Linked DNA regions of Mus musculus: region 2 is linked to region 1. Evidence: chromatin contacts called from public Micro-C data. All regions are on one chromosome and are shown on one strand. The core of a region is the stretch at or near the end of the contact, and the rest is flanking DNA. Distances in the headings are between cores, read along the strand shown.

Region 1 (5,390 bases), core at 1,315-3,814:
GAGAGTAGTAATGACGGCACTGTTGCTTTTCCTGGCTGCTGACCTCATGGAAAAGGTTTCTGAGGGTCAGGGCCTCCTCTGGTTGCACTCACTTGTGGCTGTCAGAAGCACGTCTGCCCTGGCCTGGGGAGATCCCAGACACTGGCAGAAAGCACAGTTCACCAGGTAGATCAACTCAGTAGTAGAGCCCTGCCCTCTAACTCCAGAGAGTGCCTGGGCGTTTCCACCCAGCTGACTCCAGGTCTGATGGCAGGATCCAGCGCAGGGCCCTCGGGAGGGCAGAGAGCCATGCCGGCCCCTCTCCCTCACCTGTACAGCTGCAGGGTGTGACGGTTGCCTTGATGAGTGATCTCGTATTTTGGCAAGCCACAGTAACGGTCCAGTTCTATGTCATCCTTGTACCAGGTCACCTCTGGCTCTGGGTATCCTGACAAGGAAGCAAGAGATTGAATAATAGTAGGTGAGATCCAAAGTAGTGGGAGGAGACGCAGAGGCAAGGGCTTCGAGCTGTCTGAAGAGACTGGACGGTTCCAGTGCCCCGGGCCCTCCGGAGGCACTGTCCCTGTCACTCAGCTCAGCTTCAGAAAGTAGGATCTGTCAAAGCAGAAAGCATTCTCCCCTCTGACTGAAAGGATGAGAACTAGGGGGAAGAGACTTCTTAGCTTTCAACTAGAAGAGAGATCTTTTATTTATTCACTTATTTGTTTATTTATTCATTTATTGGTCTCTTTGAAACTGGGTTTCTCTGTGTAGCCCTGGCTATCCTGGAACTCACTCTGTAGACCAGGCTGGCTTCAAATTCACAGGGATCCACCTGCCTCTGCCTCCAGAGTGCTGAGATTAAAGGCACATGACACCATCACTTGGCTTATTATTATTATTATTAAGACAGGGTCTTTCTATATAGGCCTTGCTGTCCTGGAACCATGTAGACTAGGCTGGCCTTGAACTCACAGAGCCCTGCCTGCCTCTGCCTCTGAGTGCTGGGATAGAGATGTGCGCCACTGCACCTGAGCCTGCAGAAGCCGTCTGTGGAGCTTTTTATGCCTTGTCTTCCATCTCTACTCCTGTTTCCTCTGCTACACTTGAACTGTCCGTCGAAGTCAACTGTGACGTGCACATTGCTAAATCGCTCGTTGATCCTTAGGCCTGACTGCCTACTTCCTAGACTGGCTTTAGCTGCTCAAGGAGCAGCAAGGACCCCCTGCTGTTGCAACCTCTAGTCCAGCCCTCTCCTCTCAACTCCAGACTGTACATTGACTTCATATCTGCACTTGACGGCCTAGCAGGCCACAGGTGTGACCCATCCGACTCCTTATCCGTATCCCAAGCCTATTCACACACAGCTCAGTAAGGGGACAACCCATCCCCCAGTGTGGCTCAGGCCACAGCCCCGAGTCCTCCTTTTTCCTTTCTTCTCACACTCACCCTGTCAGATAGTCCTACAGGCTCACCCTTGGGAGCAGACCCAGGATCTGACCATTTCCTGTCACATCCTAGTCCCCACCACTTTCATGCCCCACTTGGGTCCCAGGGAGACCTTCCTTGATGGCCTCGCTGCCCCTGTCGTGGCCTCTCTTCAATTGGAAACGCCACAAGCAGAGTGTGACTTCAGATCCATCTACTCTCAGCCACACTCAGAGCACCCCAGGAGCCCCACCTCACACAGGCACACACAGTCTGCACCCTGTCGCTGTGGCAGTGACCTGATCTCATCTCCCTCTCCCATTTGTGAGCCGCACCCCCGCCTCAGTCTTGCTGGCTCACACTAACAGCCCAGGAGGCCACATCCTGCGCCACTCTGCTTCCTGTCTAACTCCTCACAGAGGCCTTCCAACAGCCTGTGCGAGCCTGTGGCTCTCTCCCCTCAGCCTTGCTGTCCTCCCTCGTCTTGCATCTTTCTTCCTAGAGCACACTGCCATGAGACACACTGAGCTTGTTAATTTGTGTGTGTCCTGTCTGTCACAGTGTGCCCATCACAGAATATCGAATATTGGCTTCGTGACAGCGGGGACTTATCTGTGTTCGTCAATGCTGCATCCCCAGTTCCTAGAATAGTGCCTGGTAATGCAATCCACAATAAGTAAATATTTACCAATGAATACATCAACTGTATGGAGAACTATGGTCCAGAGAAAGAAGCGAGCTCCTTGGCTGGGGATTTGGTCTTGGATCAAGTAATACTGAAGGCATGGGTGCATACCCCCAGTCACCAGCCCCTCCCCTTCCCGCCACTAATCACACCTTAGCTTAGCTCCTTGGCCATCTCTCCTACTAGACCCAAGACTCAAGTGGGCAGGAGCCATCCTGTGTTCACTACCGTATCTCTATCGCCTGCACCAGTGCCTGCATAGCGGTTCCTCCATAACCCCCTGTCAGAGGAGCAAGCAAAGGAGTAAGGAACAGGAAACAAACCCACGGGAGCCCCATCCGAGGCATATGAGGAAGGGCAAAGGGCAAGCAAGGGAAGTCGAACATCAGCGGGGAGCAGGGGAGGCAGGGCTACAGCCGGCTGGGCCAGGAACAAACTGGGCTGTGCTGGCTGTAAACTGAGCCCTGTGTTTCCACTGTGCGCTAAAGCCCTGGGTTACATCACTGTGCGTGTGGCTAGGGCAAGCACAGGTGCTCTCACCATCTTGTGGGATGATCTCACCCACCAGGGCCTTGGAGTCTTCTGCCTCATGACCTGCCCGGGAGGGACATCCTCAGCCTGCAGTCCAAGAGAGGCTGGAGTGGGGCAAAGGCCTGGGACAAGGAGGGGAACAGGGAGTGGCCTACACAGCTGAGCCTGAGCCACAGGAACACCCCATAATTCTGCCAATAATGGGGATCAGGGCTTCATAGCAAGAGTGGCTTTGAAGCTGGGCGGTGGTGGTGCACGCCTTTAATTCCAGCACTTGGGAGGCAGAGGCAGGCTGATTTCTGAGTTCAAGGACAGCCTGGTCTACAAAGTGAGTTCCAGGACAGCCAGGGCTGCACAGAGAAACCCTGTCTTGAAAAACAAAACAAAACAAAACAAAACAAAACAAAACAAAACAAATGGCTTTGAAAACAAGATTATTTGTAACGTGCTGGTTACTTCCTGGGTGATGGTTACTATGTTATATAAATACACAAAAGCTCAAGAGGATTATGTCCTTAACTCAGCTCCACACATACTTCCATGCATGGTACACATATGCAAACACACACGCAAACAGAGGGAGAGGGAGAGGGAGAGGGAGAGGGAGAGGGAGAGGGAGAGGGAGAGGGAGAGGGAGAGGGAGAGGGAGAGGGAGAGGGAGAGGGAAAGGGAGGGAGAGGGAGGGAGGGAGGGAGGGGAAAAGAGAGAGAGAGAGAGAGAATGAACTCTGGGAGAGTTCAAAATAGAACCTGAGCCTGTAGCTTTCCCCTGCCCCTTCACAGCCTATGGTCTGCTGCACAGCTAGCAGGCTCACCTAGGGAACCCAACTTGGACACCCACTGTCTTTTCCAGTCACTCCTAATTTAAAGAAACTCAGAGTCAGACAAATAGGAGTTTAGAGTTTTAAGAGAACTAACTGTCAGATATGGAATTTTCCCTGGTTCCTCTGAACTCAAATTGCTCACATTTATTGAGGAAGACTTAACTGTGTGCCAGAAGCCAAGAGACAGTCCTCACGCATGTCCCATCTACTCTCAGATCAGAATGCTCCTAAGGATGTAGTCACAATCCCCAGTACAAGACATCGAGACCCACACCCAAGGTTTAGAGCTCTTGCTGCACTTGCAGAAGCCTGGAGTTCAGTTCCCAGACCCCACGCAGTCCTGCAAAACCACCTGAAACTCCAGTTCCAGAGACTCTGGCGCCCTCTTCAGGCCTCCTAGGGCGCTGCTACACACATGCTATACATAATATTCTGGAGCATACATGCATTAAAACAGTTAAAGGCTTTTTTAAGTAAGGGAAATGAAAAGGAAATTAAGGCTCATGAGTTAAGACTTCTACAAAAGTCACCAGTGAGGAAGCAGAAGGGCCCAGACTCCAATCCCTCTCTGCTATGCAGTGAGCGCTGTGATTCCTGCTTCACACAGGAGAAAAGCAAGCCCCACCGGAGCTAAGGGAATTACTACCCAGGGCTACATGGCTGTCAAATGACATAGAAACTTCCCTTCTCTAGCATTCTTCCCAATGAGGACTCTAGGGCCAGTGTATAACATTTTGCACCTAAAAGTCCTCATATTAGACTTATTTGCCCAAAATAGGATTCTTTCTCTTTTCTTTCTTTCTTTCATTCAATAAATGTGGTTCTTATCACAGATTAGGTCCCTGGCTTCAACCTACCTACCTCTGATGTTTTCTTCTTCTGCCTTAGCATGTGAATAAGCACATACGTGCACATACACACCCCAATACAGAATGCACCCCAGAACTGAAGAGAGTAGATGGGGAGGCCACCACACTGGGCAGAGATGAGCAGTCTCAGACAGTAACATTCCAGCCTAAAGAGGCCTGCAGGAGCCAGGAGTCAGATGGCCCAGCCACTGTCTGTCCCCACAGTGAGTGAAAGAATGCTGTAGGTCTTGTGTTCCTGCTCCAGGTCCGCAGGGGTTTCCCTCCCAGAACAGCCAGTTCCCTGTTCTCCTGCTACAGCTAAATCTTCCTCCCCGAGACAAAGTTCCAACCATAAGGAAAACATCATCTTCGCCTGGCAAGGTCCCAGAGTCGGGGCTGACACATCCTACCTCTGTTGGGGGAGGGAATGCTTCTCCCAGGGAGGAAGAACAACTGCCTCCGCTAAGACAAGCAGAGACAGCAGCAGCCTTACACAAAGGCCAGTCTCAGCCACTGATCAGCCAAGAACACCTCTAGACTGAGATCGAATGTCTAACGCTGTCTCCCCAGTTCCTGGCACCCTCCTGTTTCCCTTCCCCCTTTCCCACAACCCACTCTTGGTGATACCATGGTGACCTCTTTCTAATCTGCTACAGAAAACTGAATGAACTCAGATCTGGGATCCATGTGGGATGAGGAGGGAACAACAGCGACTGGAGATGTGGATATTGTGGCTGCCCAGAGCCCTGACAACTGCACAGACTCAATTGGTAGGTGCGCCTCAGTAGGAGACCATGGCTGGGCATCATGAGATACAGGGATAAGACAAAGAAACAAACAAACAACAACAACAACGTTGCTCCTGAAGTCCATGACATGGATTTGCTGGTGAAGGTGCTTCCTACCCAAGCCTGCAACCCAAGTCCCATCCCTGGGACCCACATGATGGAAGGACAGAACCAACTCCCAAATCATTCTCTGACATTCACACTATGGCATGTGGCACAAACACACACACATACATACATTTAAAAATAGTTATTCCTTTGGGCTCAGGGTTTTAAAACACTTGCTGTGTGAGCCTAATGACCTGAGC
Region 2 (5,379 bases), core at 1,367-3,866, 250 kb before region 1:
GGTAGGAATGTTGTAATTATACCCCCCCCCCCCCAAAAAAGCTGGAGCCAGGGATGCTCTTGCACAGCTTTGATTCCAGCACTTGGGACACAGAGGCCGCTGGATCTCTGAGCTGAAAGCCAACCTGGCCCATATGAAAAGACTGTCTCAAACACATTTTTAAAAAAAATCTGTCATTTTTGTTTCACTTCTTTGGGAGCTAGAGGCAGGAGGATGTGAGACCAGCCTCCACAACACCATGAGTTCAAGGCCAGCCTCAGCTACACAAGCTCAAGATCCTATCTCAAAAATAGCTACTGTCTTAGGTCAGCAACAAACTACAGCAAAAAGTGTCCCTTTAGCCCATACTCCGTCCCCAACACACACCCCCTCCCTGGCTACTTGTCTCTGCTCAGGGAAACAGCCTTCTCTCTCCATCCTTAACCCGGCCTTGGCCTTGGTATTGATCTTTACAATATAAAGGCACTGGGCTCGAGATTAGCGCCATTACTTGCCCAGCAAGCACACGGCACATAGTCCACACTGTCCTAGCTCTCTTTCATCTGTGATGAAATACTGACCAAAACCACTGTGGGGAGCAAGGGAGTGTTTTTACTTTATAGATACATCACTGAGAGAAGCCAGGGCTGGAACTTGAAGCAGAAAGCACAGAGAAACACTGATCGTTGGCTTGCTCAGCCTGGTCTTTTATACACCTCAGGACCACTTGTGCAGGAATGGCACCACCCACAGTGGGCTGGGAACTCCCCCTCCCATGTCAATCATTAATCAAGAAAATGTCCCCATTCATGCTAACTGGACACTCTGATGGAGGCAATCAAGTTGACAAAAACTAACTGGTACAAATACCCAACTCCATATTAAAAACAACAAGAAATTGGTGCTATCACAGAAGGACCCAAAAGACTTAGATCTAAGTGGTCCGACCCTCACAGGTAGAAATGAACATCGCTGGACCCGCCCTGTGCCAGGGCATCCTCCATTTTGTTCTCCACACACCAGCTCCATGGTGTATCATGTAGGATGCACCTGGCTCTGTGTGGCTGTAGCCATTCTTGGCCCCAGACAAATGCTTCAGACACTGACGTATGACCTGAATGGTTTGCCTGCATGTCCTAGGCACAGGGAGTGAAGAAGAAAGGGGAGTCCTTCATGGCGGTGTGGCACGGCAGTGTATCACAGTGTTTGAAGTCTGAGTGCCTGTGGGGCAGGAAGCGGCTCAAGGCAGTGATGGGCAGACATGCTGCTCTGGAAAGAACACAATGGCAGCACTGTGCGAATGCTGTGAGGGACCAGGAGAGAGGAGTGACCTCCCTCCTGGGGCAGGAAAATTAGAAGCTCTGTCTGAGTCAGATGGTTAGCCAGCAGCTGAGGGGCTGAGGGGCGGGGCAGGGCAGGAATGGTCAGGACTCACAGCACAGGTGAGGGGCTTAAAAGAGGCTCAGTGTGCCCTTAGGTCCAAACTGAAACCCCTCTCCTCCACGGGGACAGCCCTGTTCTGTCTCGGTTGGTTTCTCCTTGAGGACTCATAGACTGGCGGAGACTGCAGATTAACCTATCAGCTGCTTCCTCGCCTTCCATGCTGCACGCTGCACGGGTGAGGACCACTCTGGTTATTACGGTGCAGTGAGGGCAGCTGAGGCGGAAGCCCCATCTCTGCCCACTGTTGCTGTTGAATGAGGAACAGGAACGCTAGCTCACCTTTATTTTGTCTCTGGAAAGGAAATACGCCGTGGCGTGAAGCACATCCGCAGCGTGTGTGGAATTGTGGTAGGGGTTAGAAGAGTGGTAGTTGGATTCGATCATCTGAAACCAAGATCTCAGCGTTGTCTCAGAGCACTGTAAGAACTCACACATTCCAAAACGCGCAAACGTTTTCAGACCTAGATAAATCAAAGGCCTACAAAGAAAAATATGCACAATATAAAATAGAGCAAAAACCAGTTACCCGAGTTCTGAAGAGACCCAAAGTACATTCAAGCCACAGTGCAGAGTACCAGGGCAACTGATCTGCACTGCTGCACTGTATTCCATGTGGGCTGGAGGCCACACAACGGTTTCTTTCTGCCTTAGCCTGCTTTAGGCATCTTGATTTGCTGGGGTGAAGTTCCCACCCTGCTTGCATAAGTACAACCTTCAGAACCCTGCCTTTGCCAGACTATACAGGCTACCTGTAATCCTACCCTCACGTGTTACTTCTGATGGCCTACCTAGAGGAAATACCACCAAAGTGTGACATAAACCAGACGCAGACACACTCAGGTGACTAATCACCTCAGCAACTTTATAGTCTAAAGTTTAGACTTTACCTCGAGAAATTGACCAGCTACTAGCAAGCATGCCTTCCTTAGATTTACTGACTTGACTTAGAAGGTTAAGAAATCAGCCCACAGAAGCCATCTCAGAGGTCATCACAGACCTCGACCTGGCCTGCCTTCCACACTTTGGAAGCTGTGATGGCTCGGAATGTAAACCAGGGGCTCAGGGGCTCATTGCTATGGGATGTGCCTGGCCACTGCTAGGCTGTGTGCGTGGGAGTCTCAGTGTAGACAGCTCACCCAGTGGGGTGAGACCGGTGAATCATTCCACAACCTAGCAGAGCCACCCTCCCCAAACTGAACCGCACTCCTGGCTGGCACTGGCTGTGGGTGCCCAGCCCTATGTGCCAAGATCCTGTGGTTAACAGCTTTTACTCAGCAAAACCCAAACTCCCAGTCAGCCACCATAAGCCGATGAACATAACTAGGGTGGAGTCTTTGTGTGGGCCACCAATATGGCAACCAAGATTTGAGGCTAGTTTTATCAAATGTGTAACTAACCATATTGGTTCTAGGTTTGGAGCAGGAGACTCTTTGTTGCTACCTTATATAATACCACATACTAGAGAAATTAGGGACTTGTGTCACAGGAAAACCTGCTATTTAAGGAAGCCATCAGAGCTGGGCAAACTCTGCCTGGGGCCTACTGACTCAACTTGAAGTCCCTCTCCTCCTTCCTCAGCCTCTGTCCCCACCCCAGGAATGGCTCTGCACACACCTCTGCTGCTTGGGCGGGCGGTTCCCTGCACAGGCCTTGGAAACAAGCTCTACCTACCTATTTTGGGTTGCTACTTCCAGCTCAAAAATGTCAAAGTCCCACTGTTCTTCATTTTCTATGGCCAGGGCAATCCGTGGTGGGACATCATGAAGGGAGACGGGGGTGGCCAAATTGTTTGAAAGTGGTGGGAGGTCTGCAAAGTAACAGAATTTGGAAAACGACGACGACGTTAACAGGTTCGTGGCATTTGGTGTTTGGGGTAGGCCGTGCTATATCAGAAATGGCTGCTTTGCTTCTGAGGCTTCACGGCGTACCCAGAGCTTACTGATGAGAGCGAGCATCATCTAATCTGGGCCAGAGTATTATAGCAATGTAAGAGATTAAAAACAGAGAACTTACTTTTTGTTGCAAGAATATACTCATTTCCTGAAAACCTTCGTAAGCCATCCTGGTGAAAATCAAGAAGACAAGAAAAGGCATGGTCACATGGTCTTCCTTCCTGACTGCATAACCCAGATGGACAGCCCCAGAGAGGACAGTCCAGCACAGCCCAGTGCAAGGCTGCCCAGCCCAGCAGGCTGACCACTGTGGCCAACTCCAAATTTAGTCACCTCCTGGGAGCTGCCCTACTGCTGGAGCCCAGGCTCAGGCAGGATGACCAGTGAGCTGACCAACTACTGCCCACCATAGTGACAACCACCCTCTGCCCTCAGGTCACCCCCATTTTCTTCTTCTCCAAACTCAGCTGTCTCAGGAACACTTCTCTCTCACCTTCTGAGTGGACGCCTCCCTCGTCCCTGAGGATGGGACTAACCACTCAGTACCCCATGTGCTCTCGGGGCGCCCTCTCCCCATGAGCTCCAGGACACAGGAATCGGGAGGGAGCAACTTTTATTTCTAAGACGGCAGCAGAACAATGGTAGTTGTCTTCGCTTGTGAGAGTGCTGCTCTGCACTGGCTGAGGTGGTGCCTGGGCTCCTCAAGAATCCCCATGTAGTGACATGTCCCTTTTTTGTTTTTTTGGTTTTTTCGAAACAGGGTTTCTCTGTGTAGCCCTGGCTGTCCTGGAACTCACTCTGTAGACCAGGCTGGCCTCAAACTCAGAAATCCGCCTGCCTCTGCCTCCCAAGTGCTGGGATTAAAGGCGTGTGCCACCACTGCCTGGTGGTAGTGGCACATCCTTAATGCCTTCTTCCTAAACAGTTATCCAAAGGCTAGTGGGGCGCCCTGGCCCTTTTTAAACACATGAAGGCAGGAGCTAGTCTCCACTCTGCAGTGCATCGTGTAGCACTCCGGCAAAGGTGTGTGGTGTTCGTTTGCTTTGTTGGCTCCTTTTTGTGCTGAGGATAGAACTGAAGGATTTGCACCCTACCACCATGGTTTTTCGTCTTCCCAAGACAAGCCAGGTGTGGTAGTGTACACACTTTGTCAGAGACAGGTGGATCTCCATGACTTCAGGCCAGCCTGGTCTACCTAGCAAGTTGCAGCCAGCAAAGGCTACATGGTGAAACCTTGCCTCAAACAAACAAACCAACAGAAAACAACAACAAACGACACTTTAATACAATTGAAATGTCTTGTAAAACCCTATGTGACCCTGGAGAGGGTTATCAGTGGACCGTCTACAACACTGTTGCTTTCTGCTGCTCCAAGCTGAGGATTCCCTGGGAGGTAAGCAGCAGGCAGCCCCATAGTCTAAGTACAGCAGAACACAAACCATGGAGAAGATGTGCTTTACCGAGTCCTACACGGGTGCTCTGCTTGTCTTTTTAAAGCACTGTCCAGACAACCTCAGAGAAAGCAAACAGGAACAGACAGGCTATAGTAGCCTAGGAGATAGACTTACAGACATTAAGCTATAGTAGCCTAGGAGATGGACTTACAGACATTAAGCTATAGTAGCCTAGGAGATGGGCTTACAGACATTAAGCTATAGTAGCCTAGGAGATGGACTTACAGACATTAAGCTATAGTAGCCTAGGAGATGGACTTACAGACATTAAGCTATAGTAGCCTAGGAGATGGGCTTACAGACATTAAGCTATAGTAGCCTAGGAGATGGACTTACAGACATTAAGCCCCCAACGAGGTCTGTGGCATGGGGATCATCCTGAGCATTAAACTGTGGCGAGTACAGCTCAGTGGTTCTCAGAATATCCAGCACTCGGTTCAAGGCTTCCGTCACAGGCACAGGACTGTTTTCCTGGGCAGCATTGATAATATTGATTACCTGCATCGTGGAAATAGAAAACTTGAGTTCTGTAACCTTCGAAACAGAGAGCAATCTAGCGTCAGGCTGATAATAGTCTGTGATTGTGCCACAGACACACGTTAATCTTAGGT

Evidence for each region. A called contact is a pair of places that touch in the nucleus more often than the background predicts.
Region 2: a Micro-C map of muscle stem cells shows a contact between it and region 1, with 2.7 times the contacts expected there. The contact joins two enhancer-like sites. A contact is called at or near these places in 1 of 39 promoter capture datasets (embryonic stem cells), 25 of 484 Hi-C or Micro-C datasets (bone marrow-derived macrophages, embryonic stem cells, large pre-B cells and 3 more), 8 of 115 datasets of contacts at active chromatin or transcription factors (CD8 T cells, DN3 thymocytes and embryonic stem cells) and 1 of 9 other capture datasets (embryonic stem cells).

The regions. Positions count from the first base shown.
Region 1 is chr7:81,071,910-81,077,299 of GRCm38.p6, reverse strand. Alpk3 (alpha-kinase 3) reads right to left here. Exons shown (of 14, transcript NM_054085.2): 4 at 310-427. Among named protein-coding and RNA genes, the nearest start is that of Alpk3, 17 kb to the right of the region's middle. Within about 2 kb of position 2,564, at least 102 of the 459 cell types and tissues checked have an H3K27ac peak or open chromatin away from gene starts, as enhancers often do. A contact at or near this core is called in bone marrow-derived macrophages, muscle stem cells and pre-megakaryocyte-erythroid progenitors, where this site is marked.
Region 2 is chr7:81,317,173-81,322,551 of GRCm38.p6, reverse strand. Pde8a (phosphodiesterase 8A) reads right to left here. Exons shown (of 22, transcript NM_008803.3): 14 at 5,105-5,266; 15 at 3,436-3,484; 16 at 3,094-3,229; 17 at 1,702-1,900. Among named protein-coding and RNA genes, the nearest start is that of Rps17, 25 kb to the left of the region's middle. Within about 2 kb of position 2,616, at least 70 of the 459 cell types and tissues checked have an H3K27ac peak or open chromatin away from gene starts, as enhancers often do. A contact at or near this core is called in bone marrow-derived macrophages, muscle stem cells and pre-megakaryocyte-erythroid progenitors, where this site is marked.